Regions from separate parts of the Sus scrofa genome. Here region 2 is linked to region 1. Evidence: chromatin contacts called from public HiChIP or PLAC-seq data. All regions are on one chromosome and are shown on one strand. The core of a region is the stretch at or near the end of the contact, and the rest is flanking DNA. Distances in the headings are between cores, read along the strand shown.

Region 1 (3,016 bases), core at 502-3,001:
GCTATCTAAACAGAAGCCTCCAACACACACACAATCAACACTCCACTCAGACAGTGCCCAGACCTCCAGAAACCGTATCTAGCTTGGATTGTCCAAGACAAGTACAGTTTTCAAAAACAGTTTCTGTCCACTTTTCCCGGTACTGTCACTCTAGGGGGTTCTGACTTCTGGTTCCTTTCCTCAAAAAGGAGCCCATCCAGCAGATCCTGCAATAGTACCTTGGCCCCAGAGGCCATCAATTTCTGTTTCCAGTTTTCTCACAGTCTTTCTGGTATTTCTGTCAAGTCAGCAAACACTGGTTGAGCACCTGTTATGGGTTAGGCACTGACCTACAGGTAAGGGCTGGTTAAAGGATAAAGGAAACACATTCCTTGTTTTGAGAGGCTAATAGTCTAGTGGAAGAGACAGATAACTGCAATAGGTGAGGTAATGGCTCCAAGACAGGTAAGTACAAGATGATATTTCAGACCTGAATTTGGGGTGGGGGAGGGCACCTCTACTCTTTTCTAAAAGCCATCATCCTTTGGGTCTGGCTTTCTGGGAGGAATTGAAGGGATGTGGGAGGCTTCAAAGGCATACAGGAGGATGGATGTTTTAGAAGGGCTTTTCAAATCTAAGAGTGTGTTTGCATTTCCACCTGTCTGCCAGCCAGCCGTTGCCCTGTTTGACCTGGGTCCTCGTGGCTGCTCTGTCTGGCTGTGAATACTGTGAAAGGTTCTTTTCCTTGCCCATCCTCTAGGTGCTTCCTTCAGTGTGTCAGATGAGGACTCTCTTCATGGTTGGCTGTCATCTATCCGCCACAACTGTCCTGCCCAGAAGCGCTGGCTTTGGCTTTCAAGTCTGCTTCCTGGCTGGCTTTTCTGCCACTCCATTAAGGATACCATTTGGTATCACATGTGCTGCAGGTGCTGTTGATGAAAGTGCTAAAGTTGCTGGATGTGACTGACGTCTTTGGGAAGGACAAGACAGTGTACCCATGTAGTTGTTGTGTCCAAAAGCTGTTCTGACCTCTTGATGGAAATGTACTGTAAATAAAGGGAAAGGGCACTACCTTATTTTAAACGCCAAATATGAGCTAGGTGCTATCCTGGGCGCTGTGTAAAAGCTTTATTTATTTCTTGGAGTAAGAGTGTCCCATACAATAGACCGAGGAAATTATGGCTCAGAGAGGTTAAGAGACTTATCTCAGGTCACACAGCTCTTTAACTTTTTGTGTGAATTTGAACACAGATATATATCATTTGAATCTTTTGTTCTTTAAACTGTTGGACTAGTTCACAGAAGGAGCTGTGGAATATTAACATGGCAATAAGATTTCTGATTCCAATCTGATTATCAGTCTTCTAAGAGTGATATATATAGGATGTATAGCATACATTTCTGAATCTTTGCTCTGAAACATGAAAGCAGTTGGAACAAATAGGAGTAGAAGGAAGCAATGATCATAGAGTAAAATATAGTTCATCAGATGAAAATATGGATAAATACATTTACATTCATAGAAATTTTAATATTGAAGAATAAAAGACACACTGGGAAAGAGATAAGGGGAAAACATGTCCGTTTTTATGACTTGTTGATATCTATGGGGTTTTTCCTTAAGCCCCAAAACAATTTACAGCATTGCCAGCAGCATTCAGTACATTCAGAACAGGATCATTTCACCCACAGCTGAACAAGGACCATGCCTGGGACAGCACAGAGAAGAGCCTTCCAAGAGACGTGCCAGGGAGTAAGCCAGGGTCAGTCAGTGAAGAGGCAAGCAAGGCCATTTAAAGCAACACGGTTTATGTAAGTGTGATCTAATTGCTTCCACTGGAAATGGGTCAGATTCGTGTCAAGAAAACCTGGTTAAATCGGATGATGGCTTTTCTTCCAATCTCCTCGGAGAATATGGCATACAATAATAAATGCTTGGATTCATTATAATCTGCCAGGTTTCTCACTCCCTTCTTGCTTCCTCAGAGATGATTTGTTTTGTTTTGTTTTCTTTCTTTTCAGTGAAACACATTAAACTAAACAGGATATATCGTATGACCGACTGTGATAAATTTACTATTGGGAATAGGGAAAAAGTATGGGATAAAGAAATAAGTCTTTTTTGCCTCTCAGAGCCGTGATTCAGTTCTGACTCAAAAGGAAGTATGCCACCTACTGAATCATGGAAACCACTTCCTGTAGCTGTTTGGTTTATTCTGGAGGGGCATCAGGCCAAGTACTGCCCTGCCCTGACCCTGACTGGCTCTTCAGAGCCAAGGCGTTCACAGCTTGAGGTGGTTTGGACTCAGACTCTGAGAACATTACATATTAAATTACAAGTGTTTTGTTTCCTAGCGAGGAGGCTTCAGCAACATGAAAACGAACATGTGTTATTTGCAAACCAAGTGTACCATTACTCAACCCAAATATCCTCACTCTTTCATAAGGTATGGATTCTGGATGACCGTTCTCAAGATCTGAAAATACACTGGTTCTGTTTTTCCTGAGAGCAGCTTGGGCAGGCGATGGTGTAGCATAAACCAAATGAAGCTGCAAGGGTACCCTTTTGTCAGCGAGGCAACACTGGACTTGTAGTCATTCATTCTACATGTTTCACAGGTTCACTGCCATGCACCCTGCTGGCTGGTGCGGAGGATTCAGTGGCAGATAAGTCTTTCTAGTGCCTGACCTTGGGATGCTGATAGTGTATGCTGTATGGAAATGATAATCTCCCTTCTAGAAGCAGGGGCTGTGTTTTGTACACCATTAAAAGGCACACCAGCTAAGGGAAAACTGCTATTTCCTCTCTACCCACAGAACATTTCTGATACCAAGAAGCGTGTGTTTTTCCACACTGAGAATACTCCACTTCTTGGCACACATTCATTGGGTATCCTACAATTTAACTCAGTCCTGACACTAACTGCCTGGTGTTAGCAGAGACCCCTCAAGTGCTCAGTCCCATAGGACTACCCCCCACTTCAAGCACCAAGTCCCAGTTGTCACCTGTACTTTTGACAAATGTCTATCTAACTAA
Region 2 (3,006 bases), core at 156-2,655, 48 kb before region 1:
TGCTGTGACACACTGGTTCAACCTACCCAAATATACTGCACAAAGAAACTAAAATGGCTTAGACATGGACAGCCAAAAATCTTCCAAAGTGTATTTGCTTATATATATATATATATACACACACGCACACACACACACATACAGTTCCAGAGTACTATTTTTTCTTCCTATATTTCTCTTCTATAAGCAATTTTGTTGAATGCAAAAAATCTATATAGGTTTATGCTGTTATGCCTTGAATCCCAGTGATTTTTATGAAAGCATTGTTATTTGCTATCAAAACGTTCACAATAAAGAGACAAATGTATCTGTCCTTAAGATAGATGTATTATGAGAATTACTGGGTTGAACAGTCCAAGGCTGAAAGTTAAAATTAAAACTTTACAGAATTAAGCCCTATTTATATAACAAATTCTCTCTTAAAGAACCATCTTCTGCGCCTCACTAACTTCTAACAAAAATTTTTCAATCCTGTTGTAAACATTACGTCAGCTAAAACGCAGTGATGCAGCCTTTTATAAGGTAGTACTTTTTAGGCCGAACTCTATTCTTAATCCTTTGGACACAGGAGTTGTAATCATGTCATACCCTGCAAATCTAGCTGTAGGTGGTATCTCAAAAAAGGACTTTTTTCTTTCTTCGAGGAAGTGGTCAAACCTTTTTTCCCCTGATGTCATCATGCAAACAACCTGGTTGCTTTTCATTGCTATCGAATTAAGAGAAGAGAAAGCAAAACATACTGAGTACATTTTTTTGCTTCTCTTCCTTGCTCCGTGTAGTATTCTCTTTTAGTCTGGATTTGGCCTCCACAGAGCTCATTTCTTCACTGCCTACAAAGCACTGGTTTAAATAAACAAACAAACAGTGCAGGCCAAGAATGCTCTTGTCCGTGAATATCATTGCTTCTCTAGTTTTTATTACATTTTCTTTTGAAATTCATTAGATTATGCTCAGCAGCCCTTGCCCAACCGGTTTCTTCCCTTCCCCCATCTCTCTACACACATCACTTTTGCTTCCTTCCCTCCGGGGAATGGGCAAACCCCTACAGCGCCGGTAACGCACTCTCCCGGCTTGGTCACTCATCAGTTTGTCTTTACTTGGCTTTGCAAACAGTTCCCCACCCAACCTTGTCCCCCAGTGCCCCCTCGGCCATTATCTTTCTGCCGGAGTATGCTCGATAAGGGACTCCAGATAGCACGTCGAGGGTTTACGGTAGCCTGCCTACCAATAGGAACCCACAATGAAGAGAAGTCAGGTTCGGCCTCCCGGCAGCCCCACTGCCGTCTTCCTTGGTTGTACACCTACTGTACCCGCGAGCGAGCGAGCCAGGGAGCGAGCCCGGCGCGGGAGGGGGCGCGCAGGGAGGGCGACAGCAGCCGCGGCGTGCGCATGCGCCCTGGGGTTGTTTTTCACAAAGCTGCTCTTAAAGTGAGCTGGCAGGTTCCAGCCGCCCGTCTTTGTAAGGAGACCACTGAGACTAGCAGGAGCGAGGAGCAGCAGCCTCTCTGCTGCCTTGACTTTTTAAGAAATCTCAATGAACTGTTTGTAAAGAATCACTGATCCTGCCTGTAAGCTTTTTGCACGGCAAAGACATCGATCAGTGTTAAGTGAAGATCACATTTTATATGTGTTCTTGACTTTTTTTTGTCTTACATTATATTTTTTATAGATTTTGTTACAAACATGGTGCTGGGAAAGGTAAAGAGTTTGACAATAAGCTTTGACTGTCTTAATGACAGCAATGTCCCTGTGTATTCCAGTGGGGATACAGTCTCAGGAAGGGTGAATTTAGAAGTTACTGGGGAAATCAGAGTAAAATCTCTTAAAATTCATGCAAGAGGACATGCGAAAGTACGCTGGACCGAATCGAGAAACGCCGGCTCCAATACTGCCTACACACAGAATTACACTGAAGAAGTAGAATATTTCAATCATAAAGACATCTTAATTGGACACGAAAGAGGTAAGTTTTTACATTATTCAGAAATTATTACACCTATTTTCTTTGGGAAAGTATCTGTTCAATTTCTCTGAATTAATGTAATGTTACTCCTAGCATAAAATATAGCAGTTTGATAAATGTTAGCAAAGTTAGCCAAGATTTGAATTCTCCTTGACTTTCATCGTGTGTTAAGCCATAATGCATGCAGGCATCTGCAAAGTGACTGCAAACTGCACTTATTCAACTACCTCTATACCCGGCTTGATCTGTGCCATACGCGCTTGCAGTCTATTTCCACCTTATAAATTCTGCTTAAATCCGAGGCAGTAATTTTACTGATACGTTTTCAAATGAATTGCTAAAAGCTGCAGTCCAATATTAGATTTTTTCCTTGTTCTGTGGAACCTTAGATCTTAAAAATTAAGCCTCAATGAAGAAATGAAATAACATTTTTAAGTGGGTTAATGGGTGTACTTCATTTTTAATATTGACACTCAAAGACTTTAGAGAATTGATTGTTGTTCTTTGATAAAGGGTTTCTGTGGCTTATTTTGACATATGGTATGAACACCCCACGTGTTTTTTCCCTATTCTTTCCAGTTCCTTTAGAAATTTACATCAAGCCTTCTCTATTTTAAAGGACAATACCAATCATTATGATATGTTTCAAATCGGTTTTAGAAGCCATTTAAAGTCAATTTTTTTTTTTCTGAGCATCATGCCTAACTTTGGAACTGCATTCAATGAAACCTAAGCCAGTCAAAAGGAATTGAAAAGTATTCGGCTCATTTGGATTTGATTTTTGGTTATAAAAGGGAGATAAAGGGTTGTCAAAGGGAGAAGGGGTCCTGAGATTTCCAATCTATTGTTTAAATGGTCACATTGTGGAAATATAGGAGACTCTAAGCTTGTTTTTCTAAGTTTCCACCCTTTGTTAGAAGCGGTTCAATCCTGTTTCGGACCAGTTCTAGGGGGTGGTGAGGAGGGGCGCTTGTTCTGCTCTCAGCAGATTGGTTACACGCGTCAGGTGGTGGGGATGACTTAATTCCTAGCCCAAGAAGAAT

Evidence for each region. HiChIP or PLAC-seq counts read pairs in DNA pulled down with a chosen protein or histone mark.
Region 2: a contact with region 1 is called in an H3K27ac HiChIP or PLAC-seq map of skeletal muscle. The contact joins the promoter of ARRDC3 here to the enhancer-like site in region 1. A contact is called at or near these places in 1 of 5 promoter capture datasets (fetal liver), 13 of 47 Hi-C or Micro-C datasets (adipocytes, alveolar macrophages, embryonic fibroblasts and 9 more) and 2 of 2 datasets of contacts at active chromatin or transcription factors (alveolar macrophages and skeletal muscle).

What each region holds. Positions count from the first base shown.
Region 1 is chr2:98,395,301-98,398,316 of Sscrofa11.1, reverse strand. No RefSeq gene overlaps it. Among named protein-coding and RNA genes, the nearest start is that of ARRDC3, 48 kb to the left of the region's middle. Within about 2 kb of position 1,751, at least 34 of the 83 cell types and tissues checked have an H3K27ac peak or open chromatin away from gene starts, as enhancers often do. A contact at or near this core is called in alveolar macrophages, embryonic fibroblasts, fetal liver and 5 more, where this site is marked.
Region 2 is chr2:98,443,109-98,446,114 of Sscrofa11.1, reverse strand. ARRDC3 (arrestin domain-containing protein 3) reads left to right here and starts at 1,405. Exons shown (of 8, transcript XM_003123783.6): 1 at 1,405-1,963. The coding sequence starts at 1,684.